2 separate regions of the Rattus norvegicus genome follow, and region 1 is linked to region 2. A link is a contact called in public Hi-C data. All regions are on one chromosome and are shown on one strand. The core of a region is the stretch at or near the end of the contact, and the rest is flanking DNA. Distances in the headings are between cores, read along the strand shown.

Region 1 (6,342 bases), core at 2,933-5,432, 34 kb after region 2:
GATCACACACAGGCAGATCATGGCTCATTTCACCCAGTCACCTCTCCCTGCACCTCAGGCCACTCCTCCCCATAACCACCGTGTGAACATACTCTCCATTACAAAACTCACAGTTTCAGTGGTTATCCTATTCTGCAGCAGGAGAAACAGGGCTGGCTCAGTAACCACCCCTCTGCTGAAGCAGCTTCCACCATAGCAGCCAGCTCCCAGGCACCCTGACCTGTCCCCTCTCACACCCCTACCCTCTCACCTTCCTCGTGGTTCCGCCCTTCTTGCCTGCTCCACTGTCTCTGAGCACTTCACACCAGGACTTGGCAAAGGTGGGAGGACGGAGAGAGGTGGAGAACGGAAGGAAAAGGAGGTGGGGGCTGGGCCAGGAAGCCAGTGTATCAATTTGATATTTGATAATCCAATCAGGGGTACTTCTAGTGCCCACCTCCCCACCCCCACCTCCAAATTAAAGGCTATAGATTCTCCTAGAAGCTCCACACACTCTCCTAGTTTGGTGGGCACCAAGACTGTCACTGGAGAGTAAGTGATGGAGGCTCACAAAGATGGCAGGAGGCCACCCTCCATCGAGGGCTGTCCTGTGAGAAGTCCTTCCTCATACTAAGTGTGACCCTTTTTCCTGTGCTCACTAGGAGCTTCTACTTGCTTTTTATTGCTTCACAGAGCACTAACATCCATCCGTCCTCTCTGCAGCTGTCCCTGATGTGTTGGAAAGCATCAATACTTCCCCTTCTTCCTGGCCCTGGAACCCAGTCTCCAACATTCCCTCCCCTAGCTCTACTATTCCTCAAGACTTCAGCCATTACCCACCCCACCCCAGTCTTACATTAACACATGCCCACGAAGCGTTATCTGCTATTGTCAAGGTCACTGTGACCTCTAAGTGGTCATATCAGTGCCACCTTCCCTTCTTCCTTGACCCCACTGGCACTGGGTGGAGCTGTCCCTTGTGTCCTGAAAAGGCCCTTGGTCCCTGGGCTCCACATCCTGGTTTGTCCTCGTTCCTGCATACCGTTCTTCTCAGTCTAACCTCAGGCCTGTCTTTCCCCCTCCCCACCTCTAAGAGCTCATGGGGTGTCTCTGTCCATCGACTCTGGATCGTGTGTTTTGTCCTGTGCATCCCATTTGTACCTGACTCTTACCTGCTGCCTCTCACCCTCTGATGGCTGAGGGTCACAGAGAACACTCCTTGGCCATTCTCCTTACCATTCATACCCAAGTCATTGGGTGGCTCCATCACACCACTCCGTAGACTTTGTTCATCCAAATACTGAATCTTAGCACTCCCCTCAGGGTCCATCTCTGCACTACTGCTCAGGTTTCTCTCCCCTACCCCTTGCTTTCAACCTCTTGGTGCCATGCGCCATCTCCTTACACTGCTGAGTTTCTTCTCCTCTCGGAACCCCCTTCTCAGCCAGTGTGAACTTTTAAATCAAATTATGTTGTCCCCTGCCTAAATGCTTTTCAAACTCCTGACCCATGACCCAGCCCTTCTGATGCTACCACCCTGTTCCAGTCATCCTGGCTGCCGTCATACCGCAGCTGGCTAGCTCTTGCTGTATAAACTGGTCGCACATCTGCCCAGGGCTGCATCCCTCCCTCTGCTCACTGTCTGGAGACACCTTCACTAACCTGGTCGTCTCAGAGTCCCTCTAGTTTCCTACCTGCATTGCTTCTGCAGCACTCATTCTGCTATGTTGAGAAGCACCTCGAGGGAGGAGCCTTGGCCTGGCTAGTTGATCACTACTAAGGTAGAAATAGCCTGACACGCAAGGGAGGCTCAACAAGCATTCAGTGAGGAAGAGATAAGCCTTCCTGACCCCTGAGGGGTACAGGCAGGCCACGAGGAATCATGTTTAAGTCATTTCTAGGGGAGGTGGAGATGTGCCCAGTGGGTGTTGGCACAGAGAGGGGAGGGCAGGAAGGTGGCCTGGAGATGCTGACCAGGTAGATCTCTGAATGAAGTAAGTAGGAAAACATCTCAGAGCCAGAGTCAGACACCAGGGAAACAGGCAGAGCGAATTACAGCCTGTGCTGGGGCGGAGACCAGGGCCACTACCGAGGCAAAGATCTGGAGGGATAAAGGAGAAGGAGATGACTTGGGTGCAGCTCTGGGCTTAGCACAAGGAGATGGTGACCAAAGCCCAGTAGGGTCAGTGAGACCTCCAACCAGGGGCCATGTTAAGCAGTCAGAGCTAAGCTGGACCTCAGGAATGCTGTCAGGGTCCCCTGGACTGGCTTAGAAGAGGTTACCTTACAGGGACTGTGCTGGCCGCCAGGTCAAGGGCTGCAGCTGGGGAAGGGATTATGGGATGGAGTCTCTGAATTTGTTATTGCTCCTTACCTACCCAGACCCCAACCAAGGGGAGCGGTGACAGTGCAGACTTTGCAAAGTGGTGTGGTAGAACAGACTGACCATGGGGATATCCAGAACTAATTCCAGAACAGCAAAATGTAAGCTTTTATTTATTTAGTTTATTCGTTTATTATTTTTGCAGTGTTAGGGTTTAAATGTAGGACTTTGCCCATGCTAAGCAACTACTCAACCATCCACCTACACTCACAGCCTGCTTTTACCTTAATTAAAAAAAAAATAACATTCAAGATAGATCCTTCCTAAGCGTCCCCAGCTGGCCTTGAAGTGACTCTAGCCCATGTAGGCCTTGAACTTGTGGTCCTCCTGCTTCAGCCTCCCCCAGAGCTGGGTTTATAAGTCTGTGCCACCAGGTCCATGTCACTAAGCCTGCTGCCTGTTAATATTTAGACCTTTTAGCTCTGGTGACTCCTGGCATAGGGAAACCACACCTCAGAGAGAACAGGTTAAGTCAAAGATTGCTGAGCAGACATGGAGGGCCCCCGGCAATGCCTCCTCCCAGCAGTCACAGCCTTTGGCGGCTGGTGGTAGGGAGCCCTGAGTCCCTCTGCACCTATCCGGGGGCACTTACAGCCCTGGTACTTGTCAGTCTGCAGCTCTCCGACTGCTTTCTGCTGATGGGGCGTGTGCTCGCTCCAGACAGCAGCTGTTCTTGTGCTGGAAATAGCACGGATCTCGCTGAAGGGCTGTCGCCTTTGGGAGAGAAGGGGGCTGCTTATTGACAAAGCCCCCAGGGAGCCGTCGCTGTCAGAGTTGGCGAGGGGCGACTGCTGAAGTGATGGAGACCCTGGGGTTCTGGGCGCTTGGAAGCCTGAGCTTTCCTCTCTGTCGTAAGGAGATGACTTGGGTGCAGCTAGGGTGCTGGGTGACCTTGGGCATGTGGCATTGCTGACTGCAGCCTGAATTTCACCAAGTCTCATTGGGCTACTAAGAGAATTAAACAAGGCGGTTTAAGGGTCTAGGAGGAGGAGGCTGCCTCGCACAGCTGGCCAGGATGAGAGTCAGCTGGGGTTGAAACTCGGCCCGCCCTCACTCTGACAGCCCATGTTGCCAGTATGTGGCTTAATGAATGGGGTTGGAGGACTTGCTAATGCCCTGCACAGAGGTGCATACGGGCTAGTGGTGTTTCCACCACAGTGGAATCACTCTACGGTTCTCTCGGAATGCCTAGGCAGGACAATACGAAAAGGGTCCAGACTGGTAGGCTGTGCCAGCTTCCCTTCCTCCTGCCCCTGGCAGTTGGTGAAGTCTACCAATTCTGTTCTTACGTGGCACAGGGGACCTCCCCAGGGCTTCTGGGTTCTTAGACACCACTAGCGACTGCAGCTGGTGGGATGTGCTTAGAAAGAAAACGCAGTGGCCCCATCTCACGCCAAACCAGTGGTTTACCAAGGGCCTGGAGTTACGGGACCACCCTAGGCAGAAGATGCCACTCTGGAAGAGGGAATGAGCAGGGAGGGACCTCTGTGGGTAAATCTGTAAGGAAAGGGATGGTTGGAACAGATTAGCTGGCCAGCTCTACCCTGCTCAGAGGGGCCTCCTCTCACAAAGCTGGAGTTGTCTACCATGTAGTTGAGGGAAGGAAAGATCCCCCACCCAGTGCCCTCCAGGCCTTCTTCATTGGTCCTCTCATAGCGGAGGTTGCCACCTGATGACGGGGTGGCTGGAGCTGGCCAGCCCAGCCCCTCAAGGTCCCCGAGGGCACAGGGAGAGACAGGATGGACGCAGCCTAGAGCCAGCGTCAGCTTGATCGCTGGGAGTCAAATGGTGTTGGAGAGGAGCTCGGCTTCTGACACGGCTCTCGGGCTATTTATACCCGCCGATGCCAATCGTGGTGCCAGGCCCCCCTCCTTTGAGCTGAGTAGAGATAGTCTTTCCGGAACGGAAAGAAGAGCTGGTGACTCACTTGCTTACCAAGCCCGAGAAGGCGGAGGGATGCTCTGGTGAGATTCCTCATGCACAAGCCAAGCCGGCGCTATTTATAGGGGGGTCTGCGACTTAGAAAGCAAAGAGCGTTTATCAGCAACTTCCAATAGTAAAAGAACCATAATGCCCCTGTGGGAAGCAACACTGAAAATGCATCTTAAGAGCTGTCTTCATCTCAGAACTCTGAGAGATACCACTAACATCTCACTGCAAGCCATCCCCTCCCCAGGGACATCAGGTCACCGTCCAGCCCTTGCACATTTCACCTCTCACTCTCATGCATGCTTTTTCCCTAACACACAAGTATGTAAGCATCGCCTCCATGGATCCGGCGTGCTCCCAGTTTGCACACCTTCCTCTAGACCTGCCCCTCAGGCTTCCTGTCCCGGGAAGGATCTGCGGGGGAGTGTCCCCCTGTGGAATTACACGTCATTGATGCATCATCAGTAGAGACCAGGCTGGGACAGCGCACCACCAAAATCAGACCTCCTCAGGGGTAGGAGAAAGAAGCAAGAGCTGTTCATTTCCTTTTCCCGATGGCAAAACGGAGATTTCAGATAGTCATGGGGCAGTTTGGATGAGGTGGCCAGGGGTGTTTCAGGGGCCATGGAGCATGTGTTAAGTAGAAGAGAGAGAGTCTGAGAATGGCTCTGTTTTGGTTGTATTGTATGACAGAGGCATCCCTAGGCTAGTCTGTCATAGTCTCTAGGAACCCTGAGGGGGACAGTCCCTGTAGGGTGGGCAGGGCCCAGGGGTCAAGGTTTCAGAAACACTTTTTTTTTGAATTAGGGTCTCACTGTGTACCCTGGCTGGGCTGGAACTCAGAGATCCCTCTGCCTCCCATATGCCGGGATCAAAGTGTGTGCCACCGTACCCAGCAATAACACAGTCCTCAAACCTGTGGTGCCTAGCAGGGGCAGGGCGACCAAGGACATCTCACACTCAGGCAGGACTTGGCATGGGATGTAGCCATCAGGAGGCAGAAGGAGGTTTAGTGAGCTCAGCAGAAGGCAGTGTCACCAGAGCAGATGGTAGAGAGAAACTTCAGTGTTCTTCATTCCCGACTCTGCTCTGCTATCGACCAGCTGAGCGGAGAGAAGGGAGTGTGGCACTCCCTGGGTCTCCCCATGGTATCGTGGTATCGGCTGGCAGCAGTTGCCCTTCAAAGGCAGGGCAGTGGGGGTGAGCACTTCTCACACTCCCTGTGTGTTAAGCTTTCCTGGAAGCGTCAATGGTGTCATGTCAACTGTACTGACTGGATGCTGAGGCTGGAGGTGACACAGCTAAAATGGCCAACGTGGTTCATTCATGCTACTGACACAGAACACACAGACTGGGGTGCTTATAAGCAATGGACATTTATTTCCAACTTTATTTCCAGAGTCCGAATTTCAAGACAGCTCTGCTTCCTGGTTCATAGGCCGTGTCTTCTTCCCATATCCTCATGTATTTGAGGGGACAAAGTGTCTCAGTCCTATCTTATTAGGATTTCATAAGTGTTCCACCTTATAGATATAGGGTGGAAAAAACAAAGGACTTCTCTCTTAATTCCATCACTTCGATTTATTAATGGCTTCCAAGTTGTGATCCAGCTTGTTCAACAATGGACAGTCCAAGAAACTGGGAGTTGTTCAGTTCACAAGGCCAGATGTCTCAGCTGGTCTCCAGGACACATCGGAATCACAAAGAAGACTCTAATGCCAGTGAGCTGGGGCATCCAGGAACAGAGCAAAACTTTCCTTCTTCCATGTTGTTAACATATACCATGTCCTGGTCAGGGTTGCTATCGCTGTGATGAAACGCCATGACCAAAAGGAAAGTGATGGACTTCCATAACATAGTCCATCACTGAGGAAATCAGGGTAGGAATTCACACAGGGCTGGAACCTGGCAGCAAAGAGCCAATAGAGAGGCCATGGATGGGGGTGCTACTTACTGACTTGTTCCTTTCCCTATAAATCTATGTAAGAGTGATTACTAATAACCATACAATAGCCAATACAATACATGGCTGCCTTGACAGCTCTTCTGCT
Region 2 (6,347 bases), core at 3,778-6,277:
TTGGCTGACTGCTGGAAGGTAGGAAGGAGGAGCTTATGGGACTGGAGGTGGCACAGCAGGAAGGTTCAGGATTCGAAATGATGTATACATACTTCATAGGGGCAATGAACAAGGGGTAGAAATTATAGCGCCAGTACACCAAGCTAAGTGACTAAATATCAAGATGGATAATGTAAAACCCAGCACCCGCTGTGAACTCAGGTTGTTTCCCAGCTCTGTAGATTATAAGGCTGGAACTGGACCATTTGTGCTCACATGGTAACAGATGCTTTCGTCACAAACACTGTCCTGAATCAGAGAGCAGCCCTCAGAGGCCCGACTCGTTACCACAAATGTAAAGAGGCACAAGAACGGCACACGTTTATCACACATTCCTTGAATACATGCGTGGAATGCCACTTACATAATCTGGCAGGCTATGGTCGGGCTGCATGAATAAAAGCCAGCTTCTAGAAGCCCACAGAAACTGCTAAGTTCCTTCCTCTTTTCAAGCTGTTCTGTTTTATGCTGGAGACAATGCTCACAGCATGAGTAACTCCCATCAGTTATCAGTAATTTTGCAGATTGTGCCAGTGTTGACATTTGTTCCTGGCTTAATTGTGCATGAGTGTGTGTTTTAAACAATGATGCAGCTGTCCCCGTTCCTGGCAATTACAATATAAAATGGTGCTCACCGAATCTGGCACTGCGATCCCTTGGCTGCCTGTTTACTCTTTTGTTTGTTAAGTCCTTCCGACTGTTTGCTGCAAGGCTACGATCAGAGCATAAGTTTGGCCTAAGGTATCATCCAGCTCTGCGTTGCCAGTAGCATCAACTGATTTCAAAGTTGTTCATTTCATGACCTTAGGTCTCTGATTCCACTCGACTAAGACAAGTCTAGTGGATTAAATATAACTCTTTGATCTGATCTGAAGAAATGGGATTTCAAATGCAGTGTCAGCAGATGTGTGCTAGATTATCTGTGGCCTTTCGCAGAGTGTCAAGTGACGTGACACCCCTTACGTGTTGTCACAAAGCCCCAACTGTGCCCATCGCCTGCACCGACCTTGTTTCCTGCAGATCCACCCAAATAACCGGAATAAGGACCTCGGAGGCTGTTGTCTCTCAGCAATCCTGGTGCTTTTCTTTTCCCTGTTAGCTTAGAAGGCTGATACCCACGTTACTTCCTTTGGTGATGGCAAGACAAAATAAGTATCTACTTGAAAATATGTCTGTTTTGGAAAACCATTTGGCAGTAGTCACCAAAGCTGAACACACACTGTCCAAGTGAACAATTTCTTCTCTAAGTGCAGATGCCCAATTGACACGCACGAACGTACACACGCATCCATCAAAGAGAAGGTTTGGAACGCCTCACCGCAGCAGCTGCCAGATGTCCGTCAACAGTAGAATGATGGATAGCATGTAGTAGTATGTTAGTATAACGCATGCCTAACAGGCACCCTGGCTCCTATCTCGGCCCCAAAAACAGGAAGCAAAAGGGCATGCTGCAATGCCATGCATCAGAAAGATTGCACAGACTCCAGCTTCACACTGCACACAGGTTTGGTTCCGTCGGGAAGGGGCCACACAGTTAGTATCTCGAGCAGCACAGGTGTAGTTTCAAGCTGTGTAGCTGGGGTCTCTCTCTTTTTTAAATTTTATGCTTTTTAAAACGATTTATGTGCATTGGTGCTTTGACTGCATGTGTTTCTGTGTGAGAGTGTTGGATCCCCTGGAATTGGGGTTACAGTTGTGGGCTGCCATGTTGGGAATTGATCCCGTGTCCTTTGGAAGAGCAACCATCGTTCTTAACTGCTCTGCCATCCTGCCAGCCCCATGGGACCTCTTTTTTTTTTTTTTTTTTTTTTTTTTTTAATGAATCTCAAAGACTGAAATCAAGGTCACAGCAGCTGGCGCTCAGGACCCTCTCTGGAGCTTCTTCAGGTTCTTTCGAGAATCCGCTCTTTTTGTGTGGTTGTTGGCTCTTGGCCAGGAGCCGATCTCTGCTCCAAGAGGACATTTGAGTCCTTTGCCAAGAGATTTACTCTATCTTCAAAGCCATCCGCAAGCGCTCTCTTGAATCAATCCCTTTAATGATTCAAATCACCTCCAAGGAAGAGCCGGGTTCTCTTCAAGGACTGGTGATTAGGGCCACAGAGAACAACCTACTGATCAGAGAGGGAGCCAGCTGATTCCAGTTTGATCATTTACAGAAACCCTGTGCTCAGCAGCTCCTGTGCTAACACTCAAGACAGTGACTGAGGAGAACGACTGAGGAAAGGTGTGCCCTCCCCTCCCCCAGACATAAACAGTGACAGTTTATGAAACTGTGTACTTCACAGTTGACTGTGAATGGCGGTGACCTCACACATTTACATTTACATGAACAGCAAATATGTTGGTTTGGTATTGGAAGTCAGAGGTGTCCCTGTGAGGTGGCTCAGTGGGGAGAAGCCCTGGCTATGCAAACCTGATGCCTAGAGTTGGGTGTGCAGAGGTCATAAAGGGGCATGAGGAGATGCAGGGGGGTGACGAAGACTTCCGACCCATATTTTGGTCACATCACTGTGCTCAGCTTAGGAAAATGCAGCAAGTTATACATTGATATTATACATTGGTCCACACTTTTTTGGTAAATATACTGTACTTTGATTAAAAGCCTCGTGGAATAATTTGGATTCATTACTGTAAAACGGGTTTGTTCATTTCTCCAGGGAAGCTTACATCCAAAGACGGTTCTCAGAATGGTACCTACTGGTGAGGGAGGATGAACGGGATGAGAAAGGAAACAAGGTGACAGACAGTACTGGAGGGAGGAGTTAGCCAGGGTTAGCCGTTCTATATATCTCCTCCATATGGTTAAACAGTGACAGATCGGAAAACCAATTTAGTTTCCTAGAATTGAAGTGTAACCCGATTCTGAGTGCTTGTCCCTCCTGCTGGGAGATGTTTATCCATCACCTGACTTTTTTCTTTTTTTAAATTTTTTTCCTTATTCATTTTACATCCCACTCACCGCCCTCCTTCCATTCACCGCCTCCCACAACCTAGCATTCTTTAATGCACCTTGCCCTGCTTATGCATACAGAGGGCCAGCCACAGGCCAAGGGCTAACTTTTTTTTTTTTTTGGTTTTTTTTTTCCAGAGCTGGGGACCGAAACCAGGGCCTTGAGCTTCCTAGGCAAGCACTCTACCACTGAGCTAAATCCCCAACCCCAAGGGTTAACGTTTTAACCCTTCTTTCTCTTCCCTGTTCTGCTCTCTAACTGCCTCTAGTTTAGAAGCAGACAGTGGGTTCTGGTTTCTAGAGTAGAGATACCCTCCACAGCTGACTAAGAAGCTTGCATAGTCACTGAGAGGCTCATTCTTGAGGAGGCTGAGGCAGAAGGATGATCACAGGTTGGAAGCAACAGAGCTACAGAGCAAGACCCTGTGGCAAGAAGAGAAAACAAACAAACAAACACAGGTCTTGAAGAAACGGAGAGTGACACTCCGAACCTGCGTCTTGGGACACACAGACTGGCTCCCACTCGCATGTGCAGGTCCTCTGAAGTTCAAGCACTTCGTGCTAGATGAACCGAACCGCTCTAAGCAACTTGTGCTTCGGCCCTCCCAATTGTAGAGCTGTGCTGGAAGACAGGAGGTGAAAGTTCATTAGCGTATGTGACAACTGCGTGTGGATTCTACGCTAATCATATAGTGGCCAGCCCTCCGATCTGGATTATCCAGTGACTGGCTAAAAAGCCTACTCACAGATAGGTACGCTGGATAGAAAGCTTCCCAGGTTCTTCAAAGATGGTACTTAGTATTTCAGCCCCGTGAATGCACACAAGTTGCTATTATTGCTGGCTCCCTAATTATAGCTAAATTGCTAAATGTCAAGATTGAAGGGATTGGAATGTGGGCATTTCCTACCAAAAACATTCTTTTTCTTGATGCGACTCGAGTTTTGTCAAGTTCAAAGTGCGAAGCAGCCCTGACTCTGGAACCTCTGGAGTGGCTAGGAGGTCCTGGGAAGGGCGCCCTAGTTAGTGGATCGCAGCACAAGACCGACTCCCAAGCCTATGCAGTATCGCGAGCCAGAATAGAGGTGGCCTTCTTCAGGTAAGGATCTCTGTGATAGTACGGCTTTCCCATTGCATCTCCGGGGTCGTTTCCCCCAGCTTACACTGAAGCACAGAATGCTCACTGATGAACCCAATGACTTCTTACAGCTTTGGGCAACCATAGTACCCGAAGGCGGACTGCTGTTGACCTACGGTCTATGAATAGTTCCAAGGATGAGACAAAGTCCCAGTGTCTAGATGACAACAGGGTTATTGACAAAAGCCCGCGAGTTGCAGATGATGGGATGGTGAGAGGGTAGAGGCCCGTGGCGGCGGGTGCGCGGTGGGGTGGGGTGGGGGACGGGACGGCTGACCCTGAATTTCTGCTCAGCCAGAGTTGGGAGTCAAGGCCCCAGGGACAGTCTCTCAGTCCATTAGCATGCAGGGGCCGCGCGCGCCGTCCTTGAAGGGCTGCCCGGCTGACCTTGCTCCGCTTTCACCGAGGATTCTCCAGCAGCGCACGAGGACGCGGCTGCCGCGGTGACTCAGTGACCTGCGCACCCCATGCAAATGCTCGTCTCGCCGAGGTTGCTCTGCGGTCTGCGCTCCTCTGAACCCCATGATTCCAACCTGGCCCTTTACGTTATTCCCCTCTCCCTCCCCCACGGCCCAGCGTCCTGTGGTTGCGTCGCCCACCTCGCCTCCGCAGCATCGAAGGCCAACCTTCGCACTCCCAGGCTGCGGGCGCGGGGAGCAGACGCGCTGTCCCCCGGCCGGCCCCACGCGCACGGCGCCCCGAATCCCGAGCCAGCCCAGAGTGGGCGGCGCGTCGGGCTGGGTCTCGGCACAGCCTCGCCGGCCCGGATCCCCATTGGTCGTCACCTCGGCGGGAGGGCGGTCCGGTCCCCGCACCTGCCGTCGCCCCTCCACGGGCAGATTGGCGGCTGCGGGACACCGGCGCCCAGAAGCCGCAGCACGAGAGGGCAGGCCTGAGGCTCATCCGACCTCCACGCGGCGGGCCCTGTCCTTTTGCTGCCGCGGCCGCGACTGCGCCCACGGGAAACTTTGCCCCACCAAGTCCTCTGCCCTCCTGGCCACGCCGTGGCAGTTCGCCTAAGGGCCCCCGGGGGCCCCCCGCACAACGCGCGTGATTGCCGCCCCGCCCCGCACAGTGCGTCCGCGGCGCCCGGCCGCCAGGATGCGCTACGCAGACCCCTCGGCCAACAGGGATTTGTTGGGGAACCGAACTTTGCTCTTCATCTTCATCTGCGCCTTCGCCTTGGTGACCTTGCTCCAGCAGATCCTGTACAGCAAGAGCTACATCAAGAGGTAAGAAAGTCTGAGGGGTGGGATACACCGCGTCCGGAGGTAGCCTTCCCGCGGTCTGCCCTTAGCCCGGACACCTCCGTGTTCTATGGCATCTCTGCTGCCAGCCAGAGGACAGCGCCAGCTGCGTCGCCTGTCCTGGTGCAGTTATGGAGACGTGTGTGTGTGTGTGTGTGTGTGTGTGTGTGTGTGTGTGTGTGTGCGCACGCGCGCGTGTGTGTGAGAACGTGGGCAGCAGCTTGGAATGCCAACCAGCAAAGCTGACCATAAATACATGTGTATGCCCAAAGCTGTGCTGTCCCCAAAACCTACACTTCCGTGGTCATTTGCAGCAGACGGAAAGAAAAAGGCTAGGTTTTTCCTTTTTCTTAGTTCGGCAAGGTGTAGATTTTTATAGGGGACCTTGGAGGCATAAGCTTGTTCTCCCCCCAGGAACTCCCAGCTAGGTGGGGTGGTAGTGTTCCGGTCACGCACAGGTAGAATGAATTCTACAGATCTGTGAGACAACCTGGTCGCCTCCGAGGCAGATGGTTCTTTTGCACCCTTGGCATCAAAGGCAGTAGGCACTGGGTTCTCTCACCGCTTCACCACCCACAGTCAAACTCCTTGAGGAGAAAGGGCAGTACACACCGCTCAGCTCAAAATTCAGACACGGCCTCTGTCTCTGTGTGAGCAACACATAGGGATATGGCAGCTCCGAAGGCTCTGCTGCCTGGTGGAGTTGCGACTAGCTAGCTACCTGCCTGCTTGGAGGCGGGAGTTCTGCTCTGCGTGCTCCCTTGCTAGAGTCTCTGGTAGAAAGGGCCGCTCTCCTCTCTGCCGGAGGCTCCTTCACCACCAGGGCCCATCTCAGCTGACTGCCTTCCAGTCAAATGGATAGGAGTGAAAATTTCTCTTCAGAAGTGTCCCAGTAACAGAATGCTGCCCTTTCTTTTCTCAGCCTTGGGGTCTGCGTTGGTCACATACGCTCCTATTCCGAGCTGTCCAAAGAGT

The links. A called contact is a pair of places that touch in the nucleus more often than the background predicts.
Region 1: a contact with region 2 is called in a Hi-C map of psoas muscle, with 2.0 times the contacts expected there. The contact joins the enhancer-like site here to the promoter of LOC102552068 in region 2. A contact is called at or near these places in 2 of 12 Hi-C or Micro-C datasets (frontal cortex and psoas muscle).

The regions. Positions count from the first base shown.
Region 1 is chr18:73,041,084-73,047,425 of GRCr8, forward strand. All of the region lies in intron 2 of St8sia5 (ST8 alpha-N-acetyl-neuraminide alpha-2,8-sialyltransferase 5), which reads left to right. Among named protein-coding and RNA genes, the nearest start is that of St8sia5, 33 kb to the left of the region's middle. Within about 2 kb of position 4,183, at least 26 of the 93 cell types and tissues checked have an H3K27ac peak or open chromatin away from gene starts, as enhancers often do.
Region 2 is chr18:73,006,631-73,012,977 of GRCr8, forward strand. LOC102552068 reads right to left here and starts at 5,028. Exons shown (of 3, transcript XM_039097294.2): 1 at 4,725-5,028; 2 at 3,481-3,611. The coding sequence starts at 5,028. St8sia5 (ST8 alpha-N-acetyl-neuraminide alpha-2,8-sialyltransferase 5) reads left to right here and starts at 4,957. Exons shown (of 8, transcript NM_001413108.1): 1 at 4,957-5,357. The coding sequence starts at 5,227.